Linked DNA regions of Mus musculus: regions 2, 3 and 4 are each linked to region 1. A link is a contact called in public ChIA-PET and promoter capture Hi-C data. All regions are on one chromosome and are shown on one strand. The core of a region is the stretch at or near the end of the contact, and the rest is flanking DNA. Distances in the headings are between cores, read along the strand shown. Region 1 holds the start of Tnfrsf14 (tumor necrosis factor receptor superfamily, member 14 (herpesvirus entry mediator)). Region 2 holds the start of Aurkaip1 (aurora kinase A interacting protein 1). Region 3 holds the start of Ssu72 (Ssu72 RNA polymerase II CTD phosphatase homolog (yeast)). Region 4 holds the start of Slc35e2 (solute carrier family 35, member E2).

The links. Promoter capture Hi-C pulls out the DNA fragments that hold promoters and counts their contacts. ChIA-PET counts read pairs in DNA pulled down with a chosen protein or histone mark.
Region 2: an RNA polymerase II ChIA-PET map of memory CD8 T cells shows a contact between it and region 1, with 9 read pairs. The contact joins the promoter of Aurkaip1 here to the promoter of Tnfrsf14 in region 1. A contact is called at or near these places in 1 of 39 promoter capture datasets (erythroid cells) and 1 of 115 datasets of contacts at active chromatin or transcription factors (memory CD8 T cells).
Region 3: an RNA polymerase II ChIA-PET map of memory CD8 T cells shows a contact between it and region 1, with 6 read pairs. The contact joins the promoter of Ssu72 here to the promoter of Tnfrsf14 in region 1.
Region 4: a contact with region 1 is called in a promoter capture Hi-C map of pre-B cells, with 4 times the contacts expected there. The contact joins the promoter of Slc35e2 here to the promoter of Tnfrsf14 in region 1. A contact is called at or near these places in 2 of 39 promoter capture datasets (the HPC-7 cell line and pre-B cells), 1 of 484 Hi-C or Micro-C datasets (B cells) and 1 of 115 datasets of contacts at active chromatin or transcription factors (memory CD8 T cells).

The regions. Positions count from the first base shown.
Region 1 is chr4:154,926,106-154,929,601 of GRCm38.p6, forward strand. Tnfrsf14 (tumor necrosis factor receptor superfamily, member 14 (herpesvirus entry mediator)) reads right to left here and starts at 1,972. Exons shown (of 8, transcript NM_178931.2): 1 at 1,873-1,972; 2 at 1,034-1,142; 3 at 494-619. The coding sequence starts at 1,941.
Region 2 is chr4:155,829,345-155,832,840 of GRCm38.p6, forward strand. It overlaps Aurkaip1 (aurora kinase A interacting protein 1), which reads left to right and starts at 1,925. Exons shown (of 4, transcript NM_025338.4): 1 at 1,925-2,391; 2 at 2,639-2,726; 3 at 3,008-3,453. The coding sequence starts at 2,672.
Region 3 is chr4:155,702,951-155,706,446 of GRCm38.p6, forward strand. It overlaps Ssu72 (Ssu72 RNA polymerase II CTD phosphatase homolog (yeast)), which reads left to right and starts at 1,865. Exons shown (of 5, transcript NM_026899.3): 1 at 1,865-2,511. The coding sequence starts at 2,432.
Region 4 is chr4:155,599,682-155,603,177 of GRCm38.p6, forward strand. It overlaps Slc35e2 (solute carrier family 35, member E2), which reads left to right and starts at 1,735. Exons shown (of 9, transcript NM_177186.4): 1 at 1,735-2,057.

The sequences.
Region 1 (3,496 bases), core at 722-3,221:
GAGTCACCCAAGGCTAGTGTATGGAGAGCGTGGGGCTATGGTGGGAACAGAAGCGCTGGCTACCTTACAGCTTCGAATATTCCAGGACCTGTGTCCCCATCCAAATCTGCCCAGGCCCAGGCAGCCATCAGTCTACGAGTGAGCTTTTCCTGGGTTCCTTCATATGAAGGGAAAAATATATATATATAATGGCCACATTGATCCCCAGTGATGTCCCAACGCATGTAAGAGTTCCTTCACGGGCAGGGAAACTGAAGCAGGAAAGAACCTCTCATTACCCACATGAACCAGATAGACAGGGAGAAAAAGAAGCAGGCAATAGAATCTCAGTGATGGGGATGGGGGGGGGGAGGGGAGACACACCCTGAGAACCTGCCCACAATAGCAGGAAGGTCAGGCTGCGGTTCCCTCCATGAGTTGCCCTCTTCTAGAACCAATGCCTGAGCCTAAGTGCTCCAGCAGACCCCACCTCCACCTCCTCAGGTGCTCCTACCTGGATCACAGACTCCGCAGGGCAGACACTTGCTCAGGCCATTTGCATGGGCGGTATATGTCTGTGGGGGACAGGGGGCACACACTGTGCCTGTATGCTCACTGCAGACCTGCTTCACATGGTAACCTGCAGCCAGGACCCACAGTTCCTCAGCAGGGTTGGGGGTTAATCCACAGAAACCTTCCCTTCCCTGTACCCTCACATGGGTCTAGCAAGTATGGCACCAACCACAACTAAAGCCCCACAGGACTTGTTGGCCTTCTGTCTGCCCTCTATGAACAATTCAGAAACACAGAGATGGGGCTTCCTAAATCCCTTAGAACTGGCTCTGACCCCAGCCCACTTTCAGTCTCAGTCTCTGGTTATAAAGCCTGCCCTACCCCCCGGGCCCACCCCAGGCAGTGAACTTCAAAGGTTCCAGACACCGAGGACTATCCCTGAACTGAACACTGTACAGCCGTTGGACTGAGGACCCAGAGGCCCAGAGGCTCAGGACAGGAGTTCCTCCCTGGCACAGCACTTCCTCCTGGGAACTCCCACCTGGGTTGCACATGGGGCAGCACTCGTCTCCCACAAGGAACTCCTCCTGTCTGCATGAGGGCTGGGCAGAGATGCGCTGCAGCAAGTTCAAAAGGAAGACACAAGGCACCTGGGAGAGGAGATGAGTGCTGGAGGAGAGGACTACCTCCATCGCTATGGCTCTCCCTCCCCAACCCCCCCACCAGGCTGGTCCAGGCCCTCAGTGCATGCTCTGCTTCTTGAAGTGAGGAAACAGCACAACTTCAGTGTCTCTGTAGGAGGGGCTCGGGCCCAGGCCTGCTTAACCTACCTTCTGCCTTCATTGCCTGACAGTGTAAGACCTGAGAGGCAGCAGGGTCAGCTGGGGCTGGGAACAGGCTCTTCAGAATCCTAGGGACAGCTGACTGATGGTTAGTATATCCTACTTGAGCAAACAGGATAGACACTCTGTCTGGCTCCTGCTAGCCTGCCCTGATCTCTGTCTCCACTCTGTGAGGGTGCTTATCCTCAGGGACAGAGATACCTATGGTTGGCCTCTTGCTACAGGGCCTGTCCAGAGACAGCCAGGGTTCTGCCAAGGGCTACTATGCTCATAGCACCACCTCCTGCCCTTTAAAGAGAGCCATAGTAGGTGTCTGTGAGTGGAGGCCCGGGAGTGGAGGGGCAGAGGCCTGCCTTCCTGTAGCCTCCCAACCTGAGGTTGTTATCAATTATCTCCAGAGATTTGCAGATCCAAGCAGCATAAAGCCCCGTGAGCTAGCTGCCCAGACAGAGCTAAGGGACAGGAAATGTCTGGGGTGGGCTGTGGCTGGAGTTGGGCCGGAAGGAGCTTGGAGGCTGTAAAGGGCTCGGGAACTCACCAGCCTGAAGGTGTTGTCTGTAGGGGCCTGGCTCCAGGGTGCCGACCCCCATCCTGGGAGAGGTTCCATTTTCTTGATCAAGAAACTTCAGGCCAAGAGCCCCATGGGCTCTGAACCTCCTCACACACTCTCATGAGCCTTGGCAAGGAAAAGTGAAAATGAAAGAAAAAATAGTCTCTCTGACTGAAGTCTGTTAGAGGCAGATGGAGCACATTAAGTACACACGGGGCGTGGTGCTGGGAGGGCCCTAAAGTCCAAACAGAGCCTCAGCTTCAGACTCCATACAGGGACACTAGCAAGTTTTCCCAGCCTGTATATATACCCTCTGGAAGTATGTCTGTCTCCCAGGTCACTACAAACACCTCGGTGCTTACCTTGAATTTTCTGACAGACAAACTGAAATAGGAACCTCTCAGCCTCAGGGAACTGGGAACTTGATCTTTTGACCTACCTCCCAACTCACCCCTCTCACCGGACCCTCCCCCTTTAAGCTTCCAGTCACTTCCCAGACACCACGTCAGGGTTATCCCCATTACCAATTTATCACTGCCCGCTTCTTCAGCCTATACGCTTCTGAGCACATTCGGCGCTAGGAACAGGAGCCAGCCTTCTTTATCTTCTAAGGGTGAAGCAGGGTTTCTTATCATCTTTGAGCAGGCTATGGGCTTCTCTAACTGGCCCCTGAGCGGGACTAGGCGGAGCAGACTAATTTTCCTTTTGCAGATGAGGATGGGGGCTTTGAGTAGGACTACAGGGTAGTATGCTGGGCTTCCTCAGCCCACAGACTGGCTGAGGTCATGGGGTGGGGGCCTACTACAGACCTAGGCTGTTGAGAGCTTTTGGTGCTTCTAGGAATCTGGCATCTGTCACTGGGCTCAGACAAAGAAGTCGGCATGTCAGAAACAATGACCACGGGGCTTTGTTTACTGCTTTGCTGACCACTTAACGTTAGCCTTGTGTCATCCTTGCGCTTACTACTTGTCACATCCTTGGTCACTCTCTTGTGTGGTCTCCTTGTTTACTACTTGTTTACTTGGTTGCTTTGTCTTTGATCTAAGAACTGACCATGGGTTTTGTTTGTTTGTTTTTGTTTTGTTTTGTTGCATAAACCTAGAATGATATAAAAGCAGGCGGGAGAGAAACAGCTGCTTCAGCCGCGGTACGGGCTGGAGTCAGGTTATAGTGTTGTCTGTTTTCTTTTTCAATACTCACTCCCTCCCTTGAGACCCTGTTGACTGGCTGAGCTGGCTTGGTCACGAGGCTCCAAAGAGAAATAAGGAACCCCAAAGGCGCACAGAACATGAAGCTCCTCCAAGATTCTTTGACCAGGGCTACTGTGCGTCTCTCAACCCCTCGACTGACCGTTAAAACTAACCACAAATTATTGCTCCAGCTGAATCGGTCACCACCCTCATAGGTTTGGCTGGCCCTGGACTGATTTCCCTCATAGCTGGGACCTGCCCACACCCAGAACAACACACCCTGTTCCAATGAACCCTGTGAGCCAGGCTAGAGGACACCTGGCCCTGACCCAACGACAGCTCTCTCTGGGTTTTGACTCTGAGTTTTGGTTACTATTGTAGTGATGAAACACCATAACCAAAAGCAACATGAGGAAGCGAGG
Region 2 (3,496 bases), core at 675-3,174, 900 kb after region 1:
AGTGATCTTTCTTTCTTTCTTTCTTTCTTTCTTTCTTTCTTTCTTCCTTCCTTCCTTCCTTCCTTCCTTCCTTCCTTCCTTCCTTCCTTCCTTCCTTCCTTCCTTCCTTCCTTCCTTCCTTCCTTTCTTTCTTTCTTTCTTTCTTTCTTTCTTTCTTTCTTTCTTTCTTTCTTTCTTTCTTTCTTTCTTTCGGGTTCTTTCTGATTGGGAACAAACGAAAATCCCACGGAAGAATAGGAAGTACTCTTAACCACCAAGCCATCTCTTCAGCCCCAGCAGTGCTTTTTTTCTTAGGTTTTTATGAAGGATTAACCTTTGCAATTCCAGATCTGCCTTGGCAAGGTTAGTTTACAGTAGCAATACAATGTCATGGTGTCATGGCTATGTGTCTGTGTTTTATTGCCACCATGGCCAAGCAGCTACCCTGCCCTGGTTGGGCATGTTCTGTTTTGGCCTGGAGCCTGTTTGAGATACAGGGGGTCTTTTGGTTTTTTGAGACAGGGTTTCTCTGTGTAGCCCTGGCTGTCCTAGAATTCAATCTGTAGACCAGGCTGGCCTTGCAACTCAAAAGAGATCCATCTGACTCTGTTTCCCAAGTGCTGGGATTAAAGGCGTGGGCCACCACCACCCAGGAAAGTATAGGGATCTTAACAAGGTTGGCTTTACTCACCTCCTGGAAGACTAGAAACTTGCTAGTTCCCGGGATTGTGTAAGGAGGATGCTTTGCTTGGTCTCTTTCCAAAACTTGTTTCCACTTGCCCTTTCTCTTATTGTCCCTGACTCTACAAAGACCTGTCCCGATACGGGTTGTTGTGAACATGACCATTTCTCTGATGGATTTATTTACTTTTATTCATCTCCTTGAACCTTTAGTTATGCAATCCAAGGAGAAACACATCAAATAAAAGCTGGCCATGTTGAGGACTGGGAGCACCAAGGTGAGGGCTGGAATCTAGAGACTCCATTTGCCTTTTGTGGCTAAACCCAGGGTGAGAGTCTGAACTAAAGACAGACTAAAATGCATAAACCTTCCTGTTTGGGCTAGCGCAGTGGTTAAGTGCTTGCCACATAAACCCGACAACTTGAATGAGATCCCTGGAATTCACTTCCTTAAATGTGGAAGAAGAGAAATGACTCCATGTGTGCTGTGGCATATGCAGGTGCACATTGTGCCTCCCCTCTCGAAACATCATTAGAAAAGACAAATATCTCCAGCATCCCCTCTCGAAGGTAGGGTACACGCAACATCACTTTGTGACCTCAGTTACACAGCTGGGACGACAGCCTGCAATTTCTGCCCTCTTATTGGTTTATGTAACTTTAGCTAGGTTAATGCCTGAGAATGAGATATTTGGCCACTTTGTGTTAAGAATCCACAGAAATCCCTCATGCGAGGCATACGTAGTTTCTCAAATGAAGGAGAACCCTAGTCTTGCACCCCTGTCCATCGGAGCCAGCAGGACTTTCTGGTCCACACTGAGGTGCAGTGGATTGCTAGGCTCTTGCCAAGGAAAGCAGCAGCCGTATTCTGAAGAAGCTGCTTTTAAGTTTTGGGATAAAAATTAACGTGTGTGTGAGGATATTTAAATTTTTCCTCAGGGGGCTGGTGAGATGGCTCAGTGGGTAAGAGCACCCGACTGCTCTTCCGAAGGTCCGAAGTTCAAATCCCAGCAACCACATGGTGGCTCACAACCATCCGTAATGAGATCTGACTCCCTCTTCTGGAGTGTCTGAAGACAGCTACAGTGTACTTATATATAATAAAAAATAAATAAATCTTTAAAAAAAATTTTTTTTTCCTCAGGGCACACTAAAGAAATTAGGACTTTTTTCACTTGAGATTAGCGGCAGGGTAGGACCGCGGAGCAGGAACAGGGCGGAGTTTCTGAGGCCTCAAGAAGCAGAGCGCCCCATTCTGCAGCCAGCCTATCCCACAGGACTATTAAACGACCTGCCGCCCTAACAGGAGGAGCGCCACTTGTCACTTCCGCAGTCCTACGGTCCATGGCGGTACCCGGAGGCTAACCGGCTTGGGAGAGACGAAAGGAAAAAAATATATATATATATACTGTAAAGTCCGCGTGCACGCAGAGAGCACTCTCCGGGATTGTGGTGGGTGTCGGGTGTGGGCACTTTTTACCCGGAACGTTGTTGCTGCTGGACAACAGCGGCAGGGGAAGCGTCCCCTCCAACCGGAAGCGATCGCCTTCGGGCACGCAAGGATCGAGTTAGCGCAGAGCCGGGCACCAGAGGGCGCTGCGTAGGACCAGGGACCGGAAGTGGTCGAGGTCAGAGGCGACCTGATCGGTCCTAACTTCCGGGATTCGGTGGGCCTGTTGCGGGGCTCAGATGATGAGCGGCGGCGGAGCTCGCTTGGCCTGCGTCTGTTTGGTGCGTGCGAGCGTCGATATCGTCCTGCGCTGTGGGTTTCGCTGCCTGAGCGGGAACCGTGGGTGGGCGGCTTACAGCGACCACGCTGGTGGAGAGAAGTAGGGACAGGATTTGCGCTCAGAGCGACTTTTGAAGATGTCTCCTTATCGCGGGTCAGGGGGACCCAGGGTGATGGGATATGCGAGGCCTGCGGCCGAGAGCACTGCCCGTCGCCGCTGCGTGACCTCAGCTGGTTCCTGTGTTCTAGCTTTGAGCGCTGCCGCCGGACCAACTGCTCACCATGTTCCTGGCGCGCCTGACTTCACGGCTGGCCAGGACTGTTGTTCCCTGGGCAGGTAAGACGCCCCTGGACGCGGAATCCACACCTGACTTGGGGATGGGAATCATCGCGGCCCAGCTCGCCTTCAGTAGTCTCCTGTCGCTACTGGGAATAAGAGCCTGGGCACAAACCTTTTCCTGCGAGCTTGCATGTAGTATGTAGGAGCACATCACAACTCCAGACGGAAGGATAAGGGGCAGGCCTTACCATTTGGGTCTACATGTTGCCCTAGCCTGGGTAGTAGTGGTGTTCTGATCTGCTGTGATGGCACTAGTAGCAACTGTGTTGTTTCCCCAGGTTTCAGTCGTTCCTGCCCTGGCTCCGGGGTGATTGGCAGCTATGCTTTTCGACCCCTTTACAGTTTGCAGCCTGCAAGCCCAAGTCGGGCTGCCTCCCTCCCTGGTAAGAGGACCCAGTCAGAGCTTGAGGAGTTCCTGGTCCCCAGGAAGATGGCCATCAGTCCTCTAGAGAGCTGGCTGACTGCTCAATACTTATTGCCCAGACGGAATGTCGAGGTCCCAGTGACTCTGGCTCCCTCCCAGTTCTACGAATGTCCACCTAGGCAGGGGGAGGAGGAAGCCCAGCAGGGAGTCAGGGAAGCCTGGGATGCCACTCCAGTGCAGTGCAAAAACGTGCTGAAGATCCGAAGGCGAAAGATGAACCACCACAAGTACCGTAAACTGGTCAAAAGGACCCGGTTTCTACGTCGCAAGGTCCGGGAAGGACGTTTGAAGAAGAAGCAGGTGAATATGGGCACTCCCTTGGACCTAGACTGACAGTGGTTAA
Region 3 (3,496 bases), core at 615-3,114, 780 kb after region 1:
CGTGCTGCTTAATACTGTTCCCTTGAACATATCAGAGGACCTAAGGATTCTGGCACCTCGTTTGTAACAGGTCCCCAGACTTTAGCACAACTGATGCTATGTTAGAGACACCATTCTGCACTTAAAACCCAGCACATGGGCTGGAGAGATGGCTTAGCGGTTAAGAGCACTGACTGCTCTTCCAGAGGTCCTGGGTTCAAATCCCACCAACCACATGGTGGCTCACAACCATCTGTAATGGGGTCTGATGCCCTCTTCTGGTGTGTCTGAAGAGAGCATTGGTATACTCATATACATGAAATAAATAAATAGCACTGACTGTTCTTCCAGAGCTCCTGAGTTCAATTCCCAACAACCATATTTCACAACCATCTTTAATGGGATCTGATGCCCTCTTCTGGTGTGTGTGAAGAGAGCAACAGTGTACTCACATAAAATAAATAAATCTTTAAAGAAACAAAACCACCCAGCACATAGGCCTCAACAGCTAGTGTTCTCACACAAAATAAATCTTCAAAACAAACCAAACAAAGAAAAAGCCCAGCACATAGGCCTCAACACCTGACTAAATAGAAACATAGTCCATAAGTCCCCAAGTAAAAACTTCCTCAATGTTCTAATCTTGCTTTTTGACTTCCACAGTTCTGCTTCTCGCTAACTGAAGCATGCCAATCAAGATGGTCTTTGTACATAAAGTCAAAGAGCTGCAAGGCTCAAGGTTACATGATTTGGGCAAGTTCTCTGTGCAGCTAGCAGGCAAAAATAAAGACTTTCCTTTTGGCTTTCAGAGTGTCCACGTGATGGTCTCTGTGGGCTTACTCGCAACAGGTTCTCAATACTCTCCTCCTCATTAACACAAGGAACAATGATGGCAGACTTCAATAGCAATGAGGAGGTTCATAGTGGGAAATTTAGTTTCAAAATAGGACTGGAGAGATGGCTCAGTAGTTAAGAGCACGGACTGCTTTCCCAAAGGTCCTGAGTTTAATTCCCAGCAACCAAATGGTGACTCACGATCATCTGTAATGGAATCCCATGCCGTCTTCTGGTGTGACTGAAGACAGCCATAGTGTACTCATATATATAAATAAACTTTAAAAGAAAAAAAGGTTGCATGGAGGCTAGAAGATTCTAGGCCTAGGCAAACAGGTAGAGGTAGTCTTTGAGACAATTACTATAAGCGAATAAAATATACTTTTATAAAGGAGGGAGAAGGGATGAAAAAGAAAAGAGGAAGATACAGGAATAATAGGAATAAAGGGTAGATTACTGAATCTACGGCTTTTTTTTTGAGACAGGGTTTCTCTGTGTAGCCCTGGCTGTCCTGGAACTCACTCTGTAGACCAGGCTGTCCTCGAACTCAGAAATTTGCCTGTCTCTGCCTCCCAAGTGCTGGGATTAAAGGCGTGCGCCACCACCGCCCGGCAAAACACAGCTTTTGTTATACTTACTACACATTATCTACCTTCTTGTCCCTGACAATCTCATACTGCTCCAACTTTAAAGGAGTTCTCAGAATCTCCAAACAACTTATCTAATCCCCTTCACTTCTTGACCATTCCATTCGAGCTAGAGGGGACAGGTCACCAGGCAGGTAGGCCGGCTGTAAGTCGACCTGATTACCGAGTTCTAGGATTAAAGAAAAGTGTGAGGCACCACGCCCAGCAGCAACTCTATTTCTCTCTCCCCCTCTCACTTGAGATCGAGCTCTCAATAGGCAACCTAAACTGGCTTCCAACAGAGAAGCGATTTTTCCTGCCAGTTTTCCGATTGGCCGAACTTGAAGAGCCCGCTACCTCACCCATATTTTTCATATCGTTTACATGTTAAGCTGCAACGGGCTCACAGAGGAAGTGACGTGCTTCTAGAAGTCCAGTGACTCTGAGGAAGGTACTCGTGATAGAGATAGGGCACAAACCAAGTGCTGGAGCCCAGTGCATCTATGAAATTGGCAGAGTGACCACCTGGAGGAAACCGGAATGAAAAACGTCCCAACCACACCAAGAGAAGCCGCGGAAAGGACTTGAGACTCCCCGGACCCGCCCCAACGCCCGTCCCACTGAAGTTTTCAGTATTGCGCAAGCGCCGCGCCTAGCGCGTCATCCGAGGCGACGGTACATTAGGACGCAGGCGCGGCTCACACCGCTCCAGTTGCCGGCGCAGGTCCTGTGACGTCACGCGCCGGCGAAGGTGGTCCACGACCGCCGGCCTCGGCTGCTCTCAGGCTGATTCGGCGTCGGCCGGTCGCCCTCCCGCGCCGGCTGCAGTACGAGCCCAGGAGAGCACCGTCGGCCTCCCCACGCGTTGCGTTGCGTTGCGTTGCGTTCACTTCCGTGTCGCAGATTTCCGGTTACCGCCATCTTCCTCGCGCGGAAGCCGGCTTCTAGGTGGGAGCTCCGTAGCGAGAGCAGTGGGTAGTTCGGTCGGTGCCATGCCGTCATCGCCGCTGCGGGTGGCGGTGGTGTGCTCGAGTAACCAGAATCGGAGCATGGAAGCACACAACATCCTCAGGTAGTGCAAGCTCCACCTGCCCTCCGCCCCTCCCTCCTCTTTCCCACAGATTCTTGTCCAGACCCCGACCCTGTACTGACTGGGCCGCGGAGGTCGGGCCACGCCCGGCTTCCACGCTCAGCGAGCCCTCAGTGGGGTCCGTGCGCGCGACACCCTCGGTAGTGTAGGCATCCCCGTAAACCCTAGAGGTGGCCACACGACAGCTGGGGCCCTCTGGGTGCTGGACGACCGGGCAGTATCACGGGGTAGGCCAAGGTCTTTCCGTGCTGCGAAGGGTGCCTGGTGTTTATCTTTCCCGTATATGTGTCGTCCGGCCACCTTGGAAAGCTCTCCACACGTCACATCAAGATGGAACGAGTCTGGAAGCAACAACAGTGATCTGAGGTGTTAACGTCAGGGACTGTTTATTGCTGTCTTCGTTTGCAAGTCTCATGCACCAGCCACCACCCCTCTCAGCCCCATAACTTTAGTCAGTAATTTCTGGAGCACACGAATTCATTTGGTTCAGTGGGACCTCCTCATATTTCTTCACGAATTCACCAGTTTCTAGTAGGGCATTCATCTTTGATAGTATTTTATCTTAAAAAAAAAAATCTCTTGACAAAATGAGAAACTGATGCATTGTATTACAGTTAAAATGGGGGTTTGTACATTTCAACTTAGTGCAGTAGAAATGTCTTTTTTCCCCCAGAGTTAACTGTTTGTGAACTTTTAAAACTTTTTTAAATATTATTTTTTGGCAATTTCGGGTTTTTTTTGTTTTTTTTTTAACCCTCAAAACAGGGTCTCTGTGTAGTTCTGGCTGTCCTGGAACTCACTCTGTATACCTGGTCGGTCTCAGACTCAGAGAATTGCCTGCCTCTGTCTCGCAGCTACTGCAATTAGAGGTGTGCTGCTGGTTTTGAACTCACTTTTCACCTGCCTCCCTTGTGTTGTTATTACTAATAGGAGTTTGCCACCATACCAAGCACTGTCTTGTGTTTTC
Region 4 (3,496 bases), core at 485-2,984, 670 kb after region 1:
CAAGAACACCTCAGCTCCCATAAGAGAACACCAATTTATGAGCAGCAGTGTTTCCTAGCGTACATATGTTTTTTTGCTTTTAGAAGCACAATGTTTTAATTATAGAAAGCAAGGACTCTTGATATTTTCCTACTGCTTATTAGTAGGTTTTAGGATTGTATTGTCAGGATCACTTTAAAAATTACTAGTTGAGGGCTGGAGAGATGACTCAGTGGTTAAGAGCACTGACTGCTATTCTGAAGGTACCGAGTTCAAATCCCAGCAACCACATGGTAGTTCACACCCATCCAAAATGAGATCTGATGCCCTCTTCTGGGGTGTCTGAAGACAGCTACAGTGTACTTACACATAATAAATAATTAAATTTAAAAAAATTACTAGTTGAACCAGGCATAGTAACACATGCTTGTCATCTGAGCACTGTGGGGTAAGAGCAAGGTCAGGGTCAGCCCTGGCTGTACATCAAATCCGAAGCCAGCCAGGGATACACCAGCCCTGTCTCAAAACAAAACAAATACAAAACAACAATGACCAAATAAAACAACTCAATTAAAAAATGCTTACATAGGTGCGCATAATTCCAGAGTGTGAGAGGCAGAGATGTCTATTTCTGTGAGTTCAAGACTAGCCTGATGTACACAGTGAGTTCCAGGCCAGACAGGGGTACATAGTGAGACACTATCTTTTTTTTTTTTTTTTTTTTTTTCGAGACAGGGTTTCTCTGTGTAGCTCTGGCTGTCCTAGAACTCACTTTGTAGACCAGGCTGGCCTCGAACTCAGAAATTCCCCTGCCTCTGCCTCCTGAGTGCTGGGATTAAAGGTGTGTGCCACCATGCCGGCTCAGTGAGACACTATCTTAAAAGACAAAAACAAACAAAGGAAAGAACCCAACAACAACAAAATTCTTGCGTAAGTTTCTGAGTTGAGTTTCATTTTTAAAAATCGTTAAAACTTGGCTTGTGGTTAGGACAGAATTTCCAACTGATACGGTTCTAAAACATACGTCAATTCAACAAAATCAAACACACTTTGGTTTTGATAAAATCAAAACATCAACTCTGAAAAATGCTGAAGATACTCTATGTCCAGTGGTATGGGATATTCAGTCAAGATTTAATGATCTGTGCGAAAATTTAAAAAGCACATCTTCTCATTCGTAAGCCAGTTTGCCTTTGCTTTTAAGTGGTAAAACTGCACTGTGCCATTGTGTTCTAAAGACTTGTTTTTTGTTTGCTGAGACAGGGTCTCTCTACATAGACCTGGTTGTCCAGGAACTCACTAAGTGGACCAGGCTGGTCTCCGGCACCGGGCAAAGAATTGTTTTAAGATAGACTTAAGGTTGATTATCAGTAAACGTTTGATTTGCATATGGAAAGGGTTTTCTAGTGGAAAAGGTTTAAGAAGCTCCAACTCACTGTGCGAGATCTGAAGGAGAAACCTTACTAGTTTTCAAACAACCAAGAAAAAAACAAAGGAAGGTTTCACCAAAAGCAGAGCTGAGGCAAGGCACAACCTCAAACCTCTCCACAAAATGACCTTCAGGGATAAAAGGGGCCAGGAAGCATCTCACAGCCGGCGGCTACTTGGGGAGATCAGGCGACAGAGCAAGCGTCCTGCAGGAAGGCGGGGCCTCTGAGGCTCGACCAATGAGCGCCCCGTCGCTATGCTGCTGGCCCCGCCCCCATGGTGCTGACCCCGCCCCCATCCCGGCAGCGTCCAAGACTCGGAGAGCACGGGGGTTCCTCGCACGTTCGCCACTGAGCGCTTCTCGTCTTGTGACTTTCTGGTCAGATTTTAGGATCCTTGAAATCAAGCCCCTGGGTCTGACCTAGAGGGCGGCACCTTCGCGGCCTCAGAGGATTGGCTCCTTCACCTTGGTCTCGGTGGAACGTTCCGGAATGTACCACAGGCCAGAGGAGCGACACCTGCACGCTGGCCCAGCATGGCGGACCCCGCAGAGGTGGGACGCTCCGGAGGCGCCCACAGGAGGCCGCAAGGCGGTGCTGTGGCCCCGCATCGTCGCCCGCCCCGTGGTTTGCGGTGGGCCGCTACGGAAGGTGCGAACGCGCCGTGAGGGTGTCCTGGCTCCCCGTGGTGGGCCGCGGTGGAACGTTCTGGAAGGTGCCATTGTGTGCCTGTGTGGAGTGTGTCCTTCCCCCCCCCCCCGTAACAGCTTCCGGTGCGTCACGTCCGGCTCTCTCCCCGCCCACCCGTGTGTGTGTCCCAAATCTAAACCCTTAGGAGGGCTGTGGGAGGGCTCGCGGCTCTCGCCCTTGACTCTGGACCGCTCTGCCTAAAGCTGCTCGGCCCCGAGGCGGGCGCGGGCTGCATCTTCCGTGGGCGTGGGCTGAGGCTCTGCATAAACTCCAGTGGCAGCCCCAGAACTGAACCCCATCGGGGGCCGGGGGCATCCCGTCCTGGAGTCAGCCCGGGTTGGCACCGGGCGCGCAGGTGGCGGGCTTCGCCGGGCTGGACGCACAGGTAGGGTGGGGACAGTGATGGGCACCGGGGCGGGGGGATCGCGGGCGGGCTGTGACTGCAGCAGGCGCCGGAAAGGAAGCGATACCCAATGACAGGTGCAGGCACCCTGTCATCTGTCGGCGTGTACTGATTTTGCCTCCCCAAACGTCTTATTTTGTGCCGTGGAATGGGCGACTCAGCCAGGTCCCAAGCCTCAACTTTATTTTAGCCTGCCAGCGGTTTTTCTCCAACCGGTACTTTTCAGGCATGAAACAGGCTCTTTGCAGCATTGATGTTTTGAACCCTTGAAATGCAAAATAAAACAAAAAGTAAAACTGCAGACTGGGGGTGGGGGTGGGGGGGCCCTTGTTCAGTGTTTGTCTAGTCGCCCGCTCATGGGATGAATGTACTCTATTAAAAAAAACTGGAAAATAATTTTTTGTGCTTTTTTTTCTTTTTCTTTTTTCTTTTAAGACAGGATCTTTACAGGGTAGCCCAGTCTGGCCTTAAACTTGTGACCCTCCTGCCTCATCCTCTCAGTACCGCAATTATGGGACTGTACTACAAGTATCCCTGGTTGCAGAGCACATTTGAAAGCACACCGAGAGAATTTTAAATAGCAAAAGAAGGCCCATTAAGTGAAGAGATAGGAAGGCTTTTATATTAAAGTGATTCATTTCCAGTGCAGAAGATGGAGAGACAGAACAACATGAAGGACCTGTCCACAAGATGGAGATCCTGTGGCTGGTAATGTGGATGTCCCCAACTGTTTATGTCTTAATCTGAGCACACCACACCAGTGATCCTGAAAAGATCCATTCTTCAGAAGTGATAAACACTATCATAAAGCCACAGGGTGCAATGTGCTACTTTAGTCAGGAGTGAGTGACTGTCCCTTCCGTACAAATTCTTCACTACTGAGTGAAGTGTCACTGTTAGAAGCAGGATGGGGGGCAGATTGTGAGCCCATGCAGGCCCTTTTCTGAGTTATTATTTCCCTTAGATAAACTTTTAGACATGCATGGTACTTGGAGAC